2 separate regions of the Mus musculus genome follow, and region 1 is linked to region 2. A link is a contact called in public Micro-C data. All regions are on one chromosome and are shown on one strand. Each heading gives the region's core, a stretch centred on a gene start, on an enhancer-like site or on the middle of the called end of the contact. The rest is flanking DNA. Distances are from core to core; before and after follow the strand shown.

Region 1 (4,668 bases), core at 1,388-3,887, 370 kb after region 2:
TTCCCGTTGCTCAGATTGCTGGTGCTCCATATCTAATAGTGTGCTCCATAGCTGGTCAGGGATATTCAAATGAATGTTCTCAGAGTAATAAATGTATTACATTCTGAAGATGTCCAGTGAACGGATATACTCTGGAAAGTCACACAATTCGTGGATCATTTAGGGAGGGCAGCCTGCTGGGTTGGGTGGCTGTGGGACTCCACTCAGAGTTTTAGCCAGGCTCACTCTTCCTGAGTCTATGCCTTCTCTTTGGGCTTCAACTTAGGACTTTTTTTTTGTGTTGCTTGCAAAGAAGTGGGTGTGGACCTACAAGGGAAAGGTGAATGGCACTCCTTCCTCCTTGAGACCCGTAATCAGGCGATTTTAAAGGTTAGTTCCATTAACACACAGAGACAGCTTGTGAGGAGGGAGTTCTTCAGCAGTAATTCTGCATTTATGATCAAGCCCACTGTGACTTTCCATAAAGGATAATAAAGTCCTAGTGGAAATTACAAGCCTTGCAAGAAAATGCTGGAAGTAACATGTATTTATTAGTGATATACTAAAGAAAAAATTTTCAGGATCTCAAAAACAAAAATAGCAACAGAAATAAAGCATACAATGCAAAACAAAAACAAAAACAAAAACAAAAACGGCCCTAGAAGCTACAGCACATAAATTAAAATTAAAGCATTGGCTTAAAATAGTATATTTTTACATAGTTATTCCTACTGCTGTAAGCATCACGGGCTTTAGCCTATACAATGCAAGTTTTTCTCAAACAAATGCTAGATTGGTTATTTATTATGAGGCGCTTCCTGGTTCCAGAGAGTGATCTAGGTAGAATGATGGAGTCTCTTATATGCCAATTTACACATTAGCTCAAAGTAGTAAATCTGCCACAAGTGGATTATAAAACCTAGCCTGCCCCCTTGCAACCTTTTACAGGACTGATGGGCCAGGCATCTCCAGGCTGCTCTTGGTGCCGGCTCTGAGTACTCTGCTCAAGGCCGAAGTGAGACGATGCTCCATCTCGTACCTAACACTGTTTAACACTGAGAGCGAAATCACTCCCATACTGGAAAACAGAAATACTATCTGGGTTAATGGGTGTCAGCAGGCACTGTGCACACAGTGGCCTGTGACTGAGTCCCCTAGAGCATGGGACCCCATCAGGCATGGCCACGTCACTCAGCTTGGTGCAGACTGTCTTTGGAAAACCAAACCTAAACTGTTGAGTGAGGTCTATAGTGACCAGTCACTTACCCCCTCTTTCCATCAGTGTGGAGTGATGCTGACACCCATAGAAGAGAGTGGCCATTCTGGCCTTGGCTCTATGTGCACAAACAACACTTCTGACAACCCAGAAGGCAATGGTGGCTCACAGGCAGCACAGCTCCAGTGTGTTTCCTGTTCATAACCTGGGTCCCTTGTTTTCTCAAGCAGGGCTGATACAGTAGTATTTAGAGGACTATACCATGTTCTAACCTGACCAAGAGATTCTGGGTCCTGAAAGAGCCCATACTTCAAATGATACAATCTTCTTTTACAATAAATACATAATGGCTGCCTGACACAAAATGTAGATAGAATATACAACATGGACTATATGCTCATATCTTTCTGGCTCTTCTGTGACAGGATTATCCCTGTCCAATTAATTTAAATATTAATGCAGGAGGAGGCCTGTGATTGGACAGAGAAAAGGGAGGCGGAGCTAAGGGTTGCAGAGACAGGGAAGGACTCTGGAGAGAGGAAGGGGGAAGAAAGATGGAGGAGGACAGGATGACTCAGATTCAATGTGGCTTTAAATAGCCACACATAGATATAATATCATACAGGGATAAAATAACTTGTCTAATCTAGGTGGGCAGCTTGGATCATTATCAACTGGCTCTGAAGTTATTGTGTGATTAATTATAAGCTTCTAGAGTTTTGATTTTACCCAGTTACTGGGAATTGTGATAGCTAACCTCAAGGTGAGTGGTCATTGCATTGGGGCTGGCATGGCAGCGACCCATCAAGGGAACTTAGCGAGTTGGTACAGACATTTTAAGAGCTTCAGGCCAGAGATACTGATGAGTTGACAACACCCCATTGGAGCCATGCAGCCCTCATGTTCGGTGCCCGGCTAGTGTAGGATATGGATATTCCTTTTTAATATTTCCCACAACACTCTTCCTCTAGGCATTTGGAGGTATTTGCTTCTATGGCTGCTCCTTTACTTCATTGTTTTCCTTCATTCATACCAAGTGACCTGGTACAACATTTCACTCACATACAAGTGAGTAAGAACACCTAGGCTCCAGTTTCCTCCTTCTCTCATCTAACATCTTCTAGGCCAATGACATCCAAAACACAGGGTGAGGCCCAGCCTTGACGAAGCAACCACAGGAAATGGGGAGAGAAATTTGCTTTGCTATAAATGGAATTCTTGTAAGTCCTCGAGCACGCAGACTGGGAACCAACATCACACACACACACACACACACACACACACACACACACACACACACACACACACACACACCCCAATCTCATGAATTCCCAAGCTCATAGCCATCAAATCCAAACTTTAAACTTGAGTAGTAAATACATCTGTCTCACAAAGTCCAAAGTATTTATTACAGGGATCACCCACTTCAGGAATTTAAACAATGTTCAGACCAAGGGAAAAATTCTCTACCAGGGTTTTAAGCTCTTCTTTCCCCTCTCTCCAGCTGGCTAGCAAAACCTGACATGAAAACAAGTGAAACAAGTGGACCCCATTCTCCCCTCCCCTCCCTCAGCCGCACATTCCTGAGCAAGCCTCCTTAACCACTCCTCAGCCAATCACATGGATTTACATAATTTACACACTCACATGTGCACATGCATGCACGTGCACACACACACACAAGAAAGGGGGAGAGGGGAGGGGGAAGAAAGGGATGGGTAGAGAGAAGGAGGGAGGGAAAGAAAGAGAGCAGTGTAAGAATGGATATAATGGTAGTCACTAAAGAGACGTCCTCACTCCTTGCCATGAACATATAGGATGATGAGGGACAAACCATCCCTAACTTTCTTTATGTCTCTCTGTAAAAGTCAAATAAATGGATTTCAATTTAAAAATCATAAGAAATTATTTGATTGTTTCTGCCTCTCCTGCCTTCTTCCCTTCTTTCCCTCTCTCCACCACCTAATAATAGGCTATTAATCCATCTCTAGTTGTCTGAGGTGTAGTGTGTAAGCTGTGGCTACATCCAACAAAGTTGGCTGCCTGCTTTCTTTAAGCATTCCCTGTTAGCAAAAAGAAAGGTTGGTTTGTCCACTCCTACCCACTGTGACAGAGATAGCCACTGGTTGATAACTGAACAGCAAGGGGTTGGCAATTTTTATAGCCAGGACAGCATAGTCTCCCGCAGTGAGACAGGATGGGCTGGTGCAGAAGGAATGGACTCTGGGAAGGGAGGTGGTGATCTGGGTGGTACCCCTCATAGTTACTGGCTACTCTGGCTCTCAGTCACTGAGCTGAGACATTTCTCATTTGTCCTTGCTGCAGTGTGTCTTGTGAATAACCCAAACAGTGCCAGTCACCACTCATATCAGCTAGAGTCATTACACACACACACACACACACACACACACACACACACACACACACACACACACGCACACGCACACACACACTTGTTTAATCTTTAGAAACTTCTTCTAGACTGAATAAAAGAAGTACCAAGGGGCCCCTCCAAACATAGAACATATATTTTCATATCTAGCTGTGTTTCTGGCTAAAGCTGTGCAGACACCATGAGAGCTTCCGGTTTTTCCTTAGACAATTGTAGAAGGAGAAAGGAATCCAGGTCTTAATGCTGGTGAATACACATGGAGACATACTTTTCATTTTATTACTCTTTACCTCAGAAGGTGAGTGGGCTCATTGGGGTAGAAGAAGAGAAATAGTAGCTCAGAAAGGAAATTATCTTCCTCCCATGTAACACAGAGAAAGAATCAAACCCCTTGCCCCATCCACCTAATGAAATTAAAGGAGGTTCTCTATAGTGTGCTTGCTTGCAGATTCCTTTTGACCCGAGTTAAGCCCCTCCCTCCTGGCCCCTGCCAATTCTCTAGGGTTGAGTTTGGCTTTCAAACTCTGACTGCAGTCAGTGGAGGGGAAAGATGGAGGTGGGAGGGGAGACTATTAGGGACTGAACCTTTGTTCACTTTCTTCTGATTTGAGAGTAAATGACTGGATGTGAGATGAACTGGGCAGGAAGGATCCCCAGAGCCTTGTTTAGTCAAAATGCTAACCAAGAGCTGTAGCCCTTGGGCTCTAATTATAGGATCCTTAACAGGCACCAACAGCTGATCCACATGGCAGGAAGCATCCACAAATCCTAGTGATGCTGAGGTGGGGAAAGGTCATCCCAAGGGCACAGGGAGGCTCACAAGGAAGGGCAATACAAAGTGTCTAGCCAAAGATGCTACAGACAGTCTTCTTCAATGATCATGGGTTTAGGAGGTCTGGAAGCCAATTTCAGCTCCTGCCCCCTCTTCCAGTTCAACTATCTTGGAATAGGAATGTGCTGACTCTATCCACTCATTAAGGAATTACAAGTAGCTTGGGTTCCAGTGTTCCCCTGGCTGGGCAGTCAGAAACCTTTCTAGGAAAGTATATTCAGAGATTTGAAGGGACTCAAAATCTCTAAA
Region 2 (4,445 bases), core at 587-3,086:
CTCTTAATTTACAATGATTAGTCATTCCATTTGTTCTCTATATTTACAATAACTGTAAAATAACATTGAACTCTATAACTTCTTCGAGGTCTAAGGAAAATCAAAACACTTTCCGAAGAATGGAAAATAGCTTTTTTTTAAAAAAAAAGTCCTTCTACAAAAGTTCCCCCTCTCTTTGTACTTTTAAGAAAAAATAACTTTTCCCCCCTGCTTCGCCATGCGAAGGGTACTGGGATATAAATAGCAGGTTAACATTATTACCAACAACCAGAATAAGTCTCTCTTTTCTCTGCTCTTTTTTCCTTTTGCTTGCCTTTTTAAAATACAGTAGAAGCCGGGTAACTTTTGACGTATAATACTGACCTTTTAATAAGTAAATTAAAACTGGGACCGTATATACACACACATATACATTCCTACACAGTTAAACAGTGCATTACAGGAACCAGAAAGCCAGGTCTCTGTAGCCAAGAAGAAAAAAAGTTCATTGAAAACCCTCGCTAGAGGGTGGTGAAACTGGTTGGAGGTGGTGGGGGTAGGGGGGGCGTTGGTGGGGATCCATCAAGTGTCTGGGCGCGGGCAGGGGGCCCCCCCGAGTTCTAGCAGGAACACTTACACTCGGAAATGATGGGGTACTGGATGGGAATCCAGCCGCAGCGCTGACCCCCGCGCCGCTGACAGCGCCACCGCAGCACCGTGAGGTGCACAGACTTGGATGGCTTACACACCATGCCCTCGGGCACAGAGCAGGAGCGCTTGCTGAAGCAGCTGCCCACCTTCACGTAGCGTGGCCAAAAGCGGCTGCCTAGGTCATTCCACGCGTACAGCACCGGGCAGAAGGTCTGTGACCACAGCCACATCTGTAACTTCCTCCTCAGCTTCTTGCTCAGGCGCTGTTTCTTGCCTTGGGCCAAGCCCTCGGAGAACTCCAGCCCTTTGATCTCGCTCGGCATGGCCCCCGACGGCCGCTGCCGCAGCAGCTGGTCCAGCTCCGCCAGGTCCTCGGCACCTCCAGCCGGTCCCCCGCCCCCTCCGGGTCGGTCCTCAGGGGGCGAAGTAGCCATAAAGCCCGGGTCGTAGTGGCCCCCGAGCAGCGAGCGCAGCAGCGTCTCGTTCAGATCCTTCTCCTTAGGGTCAAAGATAGGGTCTGGATGTTCGATGAGGTCCACCAGGGGCAGGTTGTCGCTGGGTGCTGGGCGGATGTGTAGATAGTGCTGGCCGCCGGCTGGTGCTGCCCGCAGCCCCAGGACCACCACCAGGGCGTAGAGGGTGACCCCCAGGCTGGGGCAGCGCTCCATGCCTCCCGCGCGCGCCCCGGGGCTGCCTCTTCGTCCCGCGTCCCCGGAGGAGAGCACGCCGAGTCCGCGGCGCTGCCGTGCTCCCCGGTCCCTCCGGAGGTGGCTCACCCGAGGCTGAGCAGGCGCAGGGCAGGCAGCATGAGCCGCGAGGAGAGCCGTTCGCGCAGCGCCGGCTCCCGCCGCGGCGCAGAAGACGCGCACGAGTTGGTCGCAATTCCCCCCCGCCGCTCTACTTGGGAAGGCGGCCGCGGTCGGGCATCCGAGATTACTCCAGCGCGACCGTGGGGCGCTGGGGGCGCCGGCTCCTCGCTGTTCTCCCGGGCTGCCGGCGGCGCAGGGCGCGTGGACGAGCCTTTTCCCTCCTCCTCCTCCGGTCGCTCGGCGTCTTGTTTCTCTGTGCGGAGCCTCCGGTAGAGCGGGTCCTGGGCCACTTCTCTCTGCCTGCTCCGGGCAGCGCAGCCGGCTCTGCCCGGCGGACTCCAGCGGCGGTGGCGGCGGTGGCGGCGGCGGCGTCCGCGCACGTTGGCACCGGTTTGTCTGTCTCGCAGGGTCCAAGCCTTTAAATTTCCTGCACTTTCAGCTCCATCACCATGGAAACCACTGACTCTCTCTCCGCGTTGCCCCCTCCCCCTTCTTCCCCCCAAACAACAACCCCACCCCCAACTCCTCCACCCGCGAGGAGCCGGAGACGCACGGGCTCGGGGGGAAAGCGACTGCACTGGTCGCCGCGGCGGCGGCGGCGGCGGCGGCTCCGGCAGCGCCCAGGACTGTGCCCCGCCGGACCCAGATGCCCCGGGAAGCCGACAGTCAGGCTGCCCGCCGGAGCTCACAGGCGGCGGCGGCGCGGCAGCGGCGGTGGCGGCGGCGGCGGTGGCGCTTGGCAGGTCTCCGCGCAATTTTCTCTCCCCCCCCCAACCCCCGCCCCGGTTCTCCTCCTCCTACAAAATGCACCGCCCCCCTCCTTTCTCCTGGAGCAATGCAATGGGGCTCTAGGCGCCCCGCCAGGGCCAGTCCCGGGGAAAGCTCGTGGCGGCGCTGGAGCCAGGCTGGAGGGTGCAGGGCTGGAGTTGAGGGGTGTGGGGTTGTCGAGGTGGGGCTGGGGGACTCTCACTAGCTGAGTGATTTGTACCGGGAGGGGAGCAGCAGGGAGATGCCGGGGGCCCGGTTTCCAGTGCAGTTCCTAGCAAGAAATTTCTCCATGTGCATGGAGCATTTTCCCGGGTGCGTGTCTTTTTTACACTCTCTCTCTCTCTCTCTCTCTCTCTCTCTCTCTCTCTCTCTCTCTCTCTCTCTCTCTCTCTCTCGGGCTTGGGGTAAGTCCCCTCCCCCCAACACACACACACACACACACACACACACACACACACACACACACACACACACACACACACACCAAGAGCCGCAGCGTTGCGCAGCGTGATGTAATTTCTAGGTAGCACCCCTTCTCTGCCCCTCAGATCCACGAAGCGGGGAGTCGGGGGTCTTCTCACCCTCCTCCTTCGCCTAGTCCTACCGGGTGAGTGGCGGGGAGATAGAGGTACATCCTCCTAGCCTGTGGCTCTCCTAATCTTCGCTGCTTGGTACAACTAGCTCTCACCTCCCTGGGGGCGGCGCGCCCTCTGCTGGCCCTTTGTGATCCCTGCATTTAGTTCTGGCTGGTGTGTGTGTGTGTGTGTGTGTGTGCGCATCTGTGCCATATTTACACACTGACAGGCACTTTATGCTTTTGAATGCTTTCTCATAGATCTCCAGACTTAGTGTAAACAAAGATCCTGAGATTTTCCTCCAAGGTACTTCGATTTCACAAGTACACAGGTTTGCATCATCTGGCTGGGGCAAACAGCCTCAGTGGGCAGAGAGTGGTGACTAGAAAAGGAAATGTATACTAGAAATAAGGTACCCTAGTTCTGGATGCTGTCCACTCTGGCACATCTATGTAGACCTTGGGTAAGTCGCTTGGGTGGCACTCTAAACTTTAGTTTTTGGATTAGTGACCTAAGTTCCCCCCCCCCCCCAACCATCTTATAGTTCTAACAACTGAGTTAGGTCACTAATCCAAATTCAGCCCAGCAAAGGGACACTGCTTATTGAAAAGAAGGAATAAACCCTTTGATGAGAAATGGGAACTGTTTTCCTTTGGAGGAAGAGCTGGGTCAAGACCGAGCTCAGAGTCCTTTATGATGGTGACGTGATCCCATCTGGATAGGGGTGGAGGAGAGATATCTGGAGTGAATGTCCTGGAATTCACCAGGAGTGGGAGTTAGGCATTCCCAGTGTCACAGCCTCAAACACACTAGAAGGTCTAGTGTGTTTGGTCAAACAAAACTAGAAGGTCAAACAAAACTAGAAGGTCTAGTTTTCCTTCTAGTCCCCTAAGGGGGGAAAGCACTGCATTGTATGACTTTTCTGCAAGACCTCAGCCATAGAGAGAGATGCCCAGTTTCAGGTGTGAACACTTCCCACAGCTGTAATGACTAGACAAGTAGAATTAGACTCTCTGGGTTCTGTCTATAACAAGGTCTTGCTTTGGTCACCACTGGAGAAAAAAGTGACCTACTGGGATCAGTGTGGTCCCTGCATATGGGAGGCTGGGGAGAGGGGATTATGAGTTCAAGGCCAGCCTGAGTTGCACAGTGAGTTCTAGGACACCCTCAAGAACAAATAGGAACAATTTAGGAACAATCATTGTTTTTTAAAAATTGGTCTAGGTCTTAGGGTTAGAGAGGTGACTCAGTGGTAAAGGGCACCGACTGTTTCGCAGAGGACCAGGGTTCTTTTCCCAGCATGGTGGCTCACAGCCATCCTTAACTCCAGTTCTAGGACATCTGATGGCCTTTTCTGACCTCTGTGGGCACCAAGCATGCAAGTGTTACACAGACTTGTATGCAGGCAAAAGCCTCACACATAAAATAAAATCAATAAATCTAATTTTAAAAATTAAAAAAGTAGTCTGGTTTGCACATAATCTGAGACGGTCTCCCAGACTTTGCTTTTTGATATGTTTTATGGTGGTTTGGCATTCGTTTGCTGTCTCATGAAGATTAAATGTTCCAGAGCAATTTTGTCACTGCTGAGAATCAACTAAGAGAAAAAAATTTTTTTCCTGGTAAAGACTTGAGGAGATAAACTCCAGCCCAGCTCTCCCGA

What was found. A called contact is a pair of places that touch in the nucleus more often than the background predicts.
Region 1: a Micro-C map of embryonic fibroblasts shows a contact between it and region 2, with 5 times the contacts expected there. The contact joins the enhancer-like site here to the promoter of Nog in region 2. A contact is called at or near these places in 2 of 484 Hi-C or Micro-C datasets (embryonic fibroblasts and myocytes) and 2 of 115 datasets of contacts at active chromatin or transcription factors (embryonic forebrain and neural tube).

What each region holds. Positions count from the first base shown.
Region 1 is chr11:89,669,979-89,674,646 of GRCm38.p6, forward strand. The region is part of intron 1 of Ankfn1 (ankyrin-repeat and fibronectin type III domain containing 1); the gene reads right to left. Among named protein-coding and RNA genes, the nearest start is that of Ankfn1, 25 kb to the right of the region's middle. Within about 2 kb of position 2,638, at least 10 of the 459 cell types and tissues checked have an H3K27ac peak or open chromatin away from gene starts, as enhancers often do. A contact at or near this core is called in embryonic fibroblasts, where this site is marked.
Region 2 is chr11:89,300,723-89,305,167 of GRCm38.p6, forward strand. It overlaps Nog (noggin), which reads right to left and starts at 1,837. Exons shown (of 1, transcript NM_008711.2): 1 at 1-1,837. The coding sequence starts at 1,298. The coding sequence ends at 600.